Linked DNA regions of Mus musculus: region 1 is linked to region 2. A link is a contact called in public Micro-C data. All regions are on one chromosome and are shown on one strand. Each heading gives the region's core, a stretch centred on a gene start, on an enhancer-like site or on the middle of the called end of the contact. The rest is flanking DNA. Distances are from core to core; before and after follow the strand shown. Region 1 holds the start of Uncx (UNC homeobox). Region 2 holds the start of Hrk (harakiri, BCL2 interacting protein (contains only BH3 domain)).

Region 1 (3,474 bases), core at 667-3,166, about 21 Mb after region 2:
CCTCTCTGCCAGCTCAGTGGGTCAGGGCACACACACACACACACACACACACACACACAGAGAGAGAGAGAGAGAGAGAGAGAGAGAGAGAGAGAGAGAGAGAGAGAGAGAGAGACATGGCACACACCATTCTGGCCTGTCCCATTTCTTCCTGCTTAGGCCTTACTTTTGCCAAAGCAAACTTGTCACTGTGCCCTGGGGTTGTGATGATCAGGCTTCCTTCTGGGGCAGGCGGTCAGAGTACTTTGCCTACAAATTTAGAGTCAGCAAAAAGCCATCTCTCCAGTGACAAACTTGCTTTTACAAAGGATACATCCCCATCCCCCATCCCCATCCCCCATCCCCCTCCCCCATCCCCCATCCCTATCCCTCATCCCCCATCCCCATCCTCCATCCCCATCCATCCTGGCTGCGTCCACCTCTGCTCACAGTCCGTGCTTGCGGCTTATTTAAGGATATGTCCCCTAATGATTTAGTTTTTGAGACTATCAATATTTTACAGTGGAGAAGGGAATGGCATCTCACTGCGAACATAATTTAATTATAATAGATGGGTTAGTGCCTCCAACCCATTCTTCAGAGCTGACTCAGAGGGAGATTTATTTATTTATTTATTTATTTATTTATTTATTTGAAGGGATGCGTGGGCCATTGGTCACTATCCTGAAGTTACCATTGTCCTTCCTCCTTCCATGCTCCCTCCTCCTCTGGGCTGGCATCCAGGACCCATATGTGTGGGAGTTAAGTGGGGTTAGGGTGCCCCAGCTGCCACCACCCTGTCTATATTGATGGGGTAACTGCCAATCAAGGAGGAGGGCGTCGGGTTAGACTCCTTATAGGTGGGGGCCGCATTTGGCTGGATCACTGTTTGGAGGTTCTTCTCTCCCCCCCTTCCCCTCCTCTCCTCTCCCTTTCTCCCCTCCCCCTTTCATTCTGGTCTCTCCGTCCATCTAGTCCCACTTCCCTCCCTTTCTTCTCTTTTTCTGCCTTGTTCCCCTCCTTCCTCCCCTTCTCTCCACTCTCCGTTTTCATTCTCCCTTCTCTTTATCCTCCCCGCTTTCTCTTCTCCTCTTCTCGCTTCTCTCTGTCCTTCCATCGCTTCTGGTTCCACTCCTCTCTCCTTCCTTTCTCCCCCATTACTTCTTCTCCTTCCTCCTCCATTCTCCTCCCTTTCTTCTTCTCCCCTCCCCTCCATCCTTTCCTCCTCTCCATCCACTTCCTCTCCTTCCTCCCTTTCTCTTTCTGCACTCCTCCTCCCCCAAACCTTTCCTTTCTCCCCCTCCCTCCTGGGCTTGTTCTTCCTCCTCTTTCTTCCCCTTGGTCTTCCAGTTCGTCGGGACACTTCTCTCCCCTTCCTCTCCTCCTCTCTTCCTCCCCCTCCTCCTCCCTCCGCCGCTCGCGGCAGCCCGCAGCCCGGGAGAGGCCGCTGGTAGAGAAGCCCTTGTAGTTTTAAATTCAATGTGACAGTTTCGGAAAGAGCGGATGATGAATCTCCCATTATTGGATCAGTCTATTTGCCGCTCAATGTCTCTCTGTAATTGGAGCAACATCACTTTAAAGGTTCAGAGAGTACAGCATTTCTGGTGAAAAATCCCCACAACACGCCGGCGAATGTTTTAAAGGGAAATCTATTAGAAGGAGGCGAGGGGCGGGAGCGGCGGGGAGCAGGAGTGGGGGGCTCGCCGGGGGCCCCCGGCCGGCCGAGCGCGGCGGTGCCCCTCCCTCCCCACCCCGTCTTGTTGTGACAGCTCCTGATACTGTTTATGGAGGTGCGTGTCAGGTATAATTAGCAATCGATATGGAAAACGTTTCCTTGCACCCAGCACGCCTCTGACGTCAGAGCCGATTAGCGCTTCTTATTGGTCCCAAATTCCCCGGGCCGCGGCTAATTATCGAGAGCTTGATGTTGATAAAGTAAAGCGGCGGAGCGCGGGCCGAAGCATGTGTAGGGCTCCGGGCCCCTGTCCCCGCCGCCGTCCGCGCCCCCGCGCCCCGCCAGCCCCGCGCGCGAGATGATGGACGGTCGCCTCCTGGAGCACCCGCATGCCCAGTTCGGGGGCTCGCTGGGCGGCGTGGTGGGCTTCCCCTACCCGCTGGGCCACCACCACGTGTACGAGCTGGCCGGTCACCAGCTGCAGTCGGCCGCCGCCGCCGCTGCCGCGGCCTCGGTGCCCTTCTCCATCGACGGCCTGCTCAGCGGCTCGTGCGCTGCAGCCGCCGCCTCGGTGGTCAACCCCACGCCGCTGCTGCCGGCTGCCTGCGGGGTGGCCGGCGAAAGCCAGCCCTTCAAGCTTGCAGGTAGGCTGGAGGCGGGGACACGGGGAAACACAACGGGGGGCCTCGGGGTGGGGTGCACCAGGCCGTCGGAGAATAGCGACCCACTCCTCCGTGCACCCCGCACCCGAGGTGGGTGCAAGCGGGACAAGCATCTGCCAGGTGGCTGAGCCTTGCAGCGTCCTGTGCATGCCCGCAGACTCGGGGGATCCAGACAAGGAGAGCCCCGGCTGCAAACGGAGACGCACCCGCACCAACTTTACCGGCTGGCAGCTGGAGGAGCTGGAGAAGGCGTTCAATGAGAGCCACTACCCGGACGTGTTTATGCGCGAGGCGCTGGCGCTGCGCCTGGACCTGGTCGAGTCCCGAGTTCAGGTAAAGATTGGTGTCGCCCAAGGAGTCCGAGATCCCGCACTAGGCGTGCAGAGCGCGGTGAGGCAGGGCCACCTTTGTTCTAAGTGGCGGGGAGGTGGTTTCAGGCTCCGCGCTGCTGGCCATGGTGGGGATTATGAGGGTTGAACCCCTTCTCCCATCTGGAGGTGAGTAACTTGAGAGTGCCGAGGTGATTGGGGAGAGATCCTGGTGGCGCCCCAGTAGCCACTGCAGTGACTGCGTTCGATTCGGGGAAGCCGGGTGTAGGTTGGCTGCGGCCGCGGCGCACAGTCTGGAAAGGCTGCCGAGGCTCGAAAAGCCCTCCAGGAGGGGACAAAGTGGGCCCTGGCCTGGGCGCTCTTGACAGAGGCTTTCTCCCATCCTCGAAGCTGACAGATCTGTTGCTTTATTTCTGGCTTGTGAAATATTAAGATAGAAACATGCATTTATCCATCGTCTTACAAACAGCCGCTGGGGGGGTGCATTTGTGGGAGAGTAGGTGGAAACTTTCGCGGTTAACACATTGGAAAAGAGGGGGCTTAAAAAAAAGGGCATCTGAATTTAAGATTCTTCTCCATTAAATTCCTCCCTCCCCAACCTCTTCGTTATTCGATTTCATGAGGAGTCAGGAAGCAGTATTCATTAAAAAAAAAAAAAAAGCAGCGTTAATTTGGCGTAATAAAATTCCAGAATTAATGTCTGCATAATAGATGCTTTCCTAGAATACAGAAACCTTGGGGTCTGTGTTATTAGTGGGTGCCTGGGGTGGAGGCAGACGCTGGCAAAATACCAGTTTAGCGCCATAGCTTTGCCTGAAATATTTGGGTC
Region 2 (3,926 bases), core at 1,049-3,548:
GGCAGGCTTCCAAACAGGGTAATAATCGTCCCATTAAAATTAATGTCCATGAAGTGAGCCGTTAAAAGCGTGGAGATTAAAAGGGAGGGGGGATTGTTCAATTTAAATCCAAAGGGCTTTTTAAATAGACACTGTATCTTCAATCTTGGACCACTACACTCGGGCAATGGTTCAGCTGCCCCTCTGTTAAGGATGGCTGGGATTAGGGAGGGGGAGTCCCGGGAGATGGGGAAGGAGTTCTGGCCAGAATCAGAGGGGACGGAGGTTTATTTGAGCCCGATGCGTGCCAGGCGCTTGGCACAGGGTTCTTTCATTTAATCTGGGCCCCGGTCCTGGGAGGGAGGTATTATCAGTCTCAGAATACAGAGTCCAGTGTCAAGCCATAGCTAGAGTTTTGTGCCTGCTACTGGGTGCCCTGGTTCAGAGCCAGCCTTTGCTTTGTACTAACCCCTATCTTGGGCAAGAGGCCTCATGGACTTGGGCCTTGGCTTCCTCATGTTGAAAAACAGGACACCGAAAGAGTCTCTGTAGGAGCACAGGCCAGGACCTTGGCAGGCAGCTGGCATGGAAGGTACTCTGTAGTGTGGGTAGTAAGGGCACAGTGACTGCCCACTGGGTGGGGGCGAGGGTCACCAAAAGCACACAGCTGGGCTATGCTGAGCTCTGACAGTCACCTCACCAAGCTTCCAAGGGAGCCCGTAGCCCATTGATGTGGCTGAAAGTCAGTCAAGCTGCAGAGTCCTCCTGTCATTTGGTGGTCAGGAGGATGAGGCAGGAGAGCTTCTGGTTACACCGTAGCAGAGTTTTTGAAACAAAAGGAAAGTCACAATAACATCACAGAACTCCAAAAAGGTGAGTTCATAGTTTCTTATCTTTTGGGTTTTAGTTATTTATTTTGGTTTTTTGAGACAGGGTTTTTCTGTGTAGCCCTGGCTGTCCTGGAACTCACTCTGTAGACCAGGCTGGCCTCGAACTCAGAAATCTGCCTGCCTCTGCCTCCCAAGTGTTGGGATTAAAGGCGTGTACAACCACTGCTCGACTTGTTTTCTGTTTGAATACGTCTGTCTATCTCCTATCTATCTATCTATCTATCTATCTATCTATCTATCTATCTATCTATCTATCTATCTATCTTATGTGCATACACATAGGGTAGTACATATGGAGGTCAGAGGACAATCTGTGGGTATCAGATTTCTGTCTTTGGAACACACGGATTCACAGGACTGAAATTAAGTCATCAGGTTCGGTTGCAAGCACCTTTACCCACAGAGGCATCCCTGACTCTTTGGGGTTTTTAAATAAAGGATTCTCTCTGTAACTGTGGCTGGCCTGAAACCACTATATGGACCAGGTTGTATATGGACCACTTCCCTGCTCCTTCAGGCCCCAATCCCAAAGCTGTCCAAAATCCAGTGGCTTGGACATGGTGGGCGGGTCTCTCTAGCACCCTAAGGAGTCCCAGGAGCCTCCTCACTGGTCGGCACCCTCCCCAGAGGACTTCCCAGGCTGGAGCTGGAGCAAAACTGGATTGGTCTTCCTTTGGGTTAGGTAACCTCACTGGGCACCAAGGCAAAGCCTTACAGGGTCGCCAGCAAACTCTGACCCCGTTTGAAAAGATAAAGCCTACAAAGTAAGCAGGCTGCAAGAACTTCTCTCTAGAACCACGTTCTTGGGTGGGGGGTGGGGGGTGGGGAGATGTCTTGAGTGCAAAGGCGACTCGCCCAAGTTGGAGTCCAACCCATCCCGGGTCCCCCGCCTTCATTTCAGGGTTCAGGCTCCCACCCCGGGGTGCGCTTAAGTCAGGTCACCAGAAGGGGGTGCGAACGCGTGTCAGGAATGTGTGCACCCACCCGGAGGCTGACAGGTGCGGAGGCTGTCCCGAAACAGGGCAAGTCGGCTTGAACCCTGCCTCCCACCACCCAGGCCACACAACAGCCCGGGGATCTTTTCGCATTACGGCCGAATTCTCCCGGAGCTCAATTCACAGTGCGCACCGAGCTGGCTTTCCAGGCTATCTCCGAGCTGGAGCCTCCCGCAGCCCGGGAAGCGAAACAGCGGACCCCGGGCCAGCATTCCCGAAGCCCCGCATCCCTGCCTGTCCCCGCCCTGCCGGCGTCTCGAGGGTTAAAAGTTACCTCTCGGCTTTTTCTCCTGCACACACTCCCCACCCCCCGGGCCGGATGATGTAACCCCCTCCCCGCGCCCTCCCCGCCCCCTCCACCATGTGACACTTTAATTAATAATAGCGCCGTCAGCACAACAAACGCGCGGTGAAGGGCGAAACTTGGGGTCCAGGGAGGCTCCTCCGCACGCCATGTGCCCGTGTCCCCGGCATCGCGGCCGCGGGCCCCCGGCCGTGTGCGGTTGCGGCGACGCTCGCCCCGGGCTGCGCTGGGCGGCGGCGCAGGTGACCGCGCTGCGGCTGCAGGCGCTGGGCGACGAGCTGCACCGACGCGCCATGCGGCGTCGCGCGCGGCCCCGGGACCCGCTGCCCGCGCTGCTGCCCGCGCTCCGCGCCCGCTGGCCCTGGCTGTGCGCGGCCGCGCAGGTGGCGGCGCTGGCGGCCTGGCTGCTCGGCAGGCGGAGCGCGTAGGCGGCGCGCGCGGGGCCTTCTTGGTGGGGGGGACCGGAGCCGAGACCCAGCCCGGACCGAGCAACAGGTACGCGGGCAAGCGGGCGGGAGAGCGACAGCGACAGCGGGAGCCAGGGCTCCTCGGCGAGGAACAGCGGACCCGGTCTCCTACTCTTCGCTTGCCCTCTGTCCCTCTTTATCCAGACCCCGAGTATCTGCTCCGCCTCATCCCCCCTACTCTCTCTCTCTCTCTCTCTCTCTCTCTCTCTCTCTCTCCCTCTCCCTCCCTCTCTTCCCTCATTCTCTCTCCTCCTCCCTCTGTTCCTCTCTCCTTTCTCTCTTCTCTTCCTCCCTTCTCCTTCCCCCTCTCTCTTCTCTCCCTCTCTCTCTTCCTCCCTCCTTCCTCTCTCTCCCTCTCTCCTTCCCTCCTTCATCTCTCTCCTCTCTTCTTTCCCTCCACTCTCCATCTCCACTCTCTCCCCCTCTCTCCTTCCTCTCCCTTTCCTTTCCCTCTCTCTCTCCTCTTTTTCCTTCCCTCCTCCCCTTCTCCTTCCTCTCCCTTTCCTTTCCCTCTCTCTCTCCTCTTTTTCCTTACCTCCTCCCCCTCTCCTCCCGCTCCCCTGTCTCTGTTCTGTCTTCACTCTCCCCCCCCTCCCCACTCCTCTCTCTTCTCCCTCACTCTCATCTCTCTTCAGTGTTTTCACTCTCTTCTTTCTCCAATCCCCTGGCTCACGTTATTCTTCCCCTTGTGTAGCTCTCCTCTGCCTTTCCACTTTCTCCTGTTTTCCCTTTCTCCAGTCTGCTTTCTCTCTCCTCTCCCACTACCCCGTGTCCCCCCTTCCTTCTCCACCTCTCTCTCTCTCCCCCCCTTCTCTCTCTCCTCACTGTCCCCTCTCTCCTTTCTCCCTCTTCTCTCTCCTCCTCCTTCCTCTGCAGCATAGTGGTTTTAGAAGGACGTAAGCCACCACAATCGCTGCCAGCCCCAGTAAACACACGCAGTAGAACTGCACCAGTCCGAGCTAAGAGTCTCCCCTAATTATGCACCACAGGTTCTCGAGTCCCCGGCCCTTTTCAAACCGCCTGGTATTCCAACTTGACCAGGTCTCCATATCTCCACTGCCAACTCCCGTCTCCTCAAGGGTCTGCAGTTTGTGGTGATCCCCATTCTCTATGACCCCCCAACTCCTCCCACCCCCGCTCCCGTGGAAGTTTCTCAGGGGTAGGTCGTGGTCCTCTCTCCAAGGCAGGCGCACATCAAGGTCCCATCTCCTGGGTAACTTTGTTGCTCCTTTTACCACGAGGTGTCGCGGTTTACAGCTTGGCCTCCTATCACCTTCCCCAGCGACGGCGA

The links. Hi-C and Micro-C count contacts between places; a contact is called where the count stands out from the background.
Region 1: a Micro-C map of embryonic stem cells shows a contact between it and region 2, with 11 times the contacts expected there. The contact joins the promoter of Uncx here to the promoter of Hrk in region 2. A contact is called at or near these places in 1 of 39 promoter capture datasets (embryonic stem cells) and 3 of 484 Hi-C or Micro-C datasets (all in embryonic stem cells).

What each region holds. Positions count from the first base shown.
Region 1 is chr5:139,541,982-139,545,455 of GRCm38.p6, forward strand. Uncx (UNC homeobox) reads left to right here and starts at 1,917. Exons shown (of 3, transcript NM_013702.3): 1 at 1,917-2,298; 2 at 2,474-2,649. The coding sequence starts at 2,013.
Region 2 is chr5:118,167,466-118,171,391 of GRCm38.p6, forward strand. It overlaps Hrk (harakiri, BCL2 interacting protein (contains only BH3 domain)), which reads left to right and starts at 2,299. Exons shown (of 2, transcript NM_007545.2): 1 at 2,299-2,663. The coding sequence starts at 2,318. The coding sequence ends at 2,596.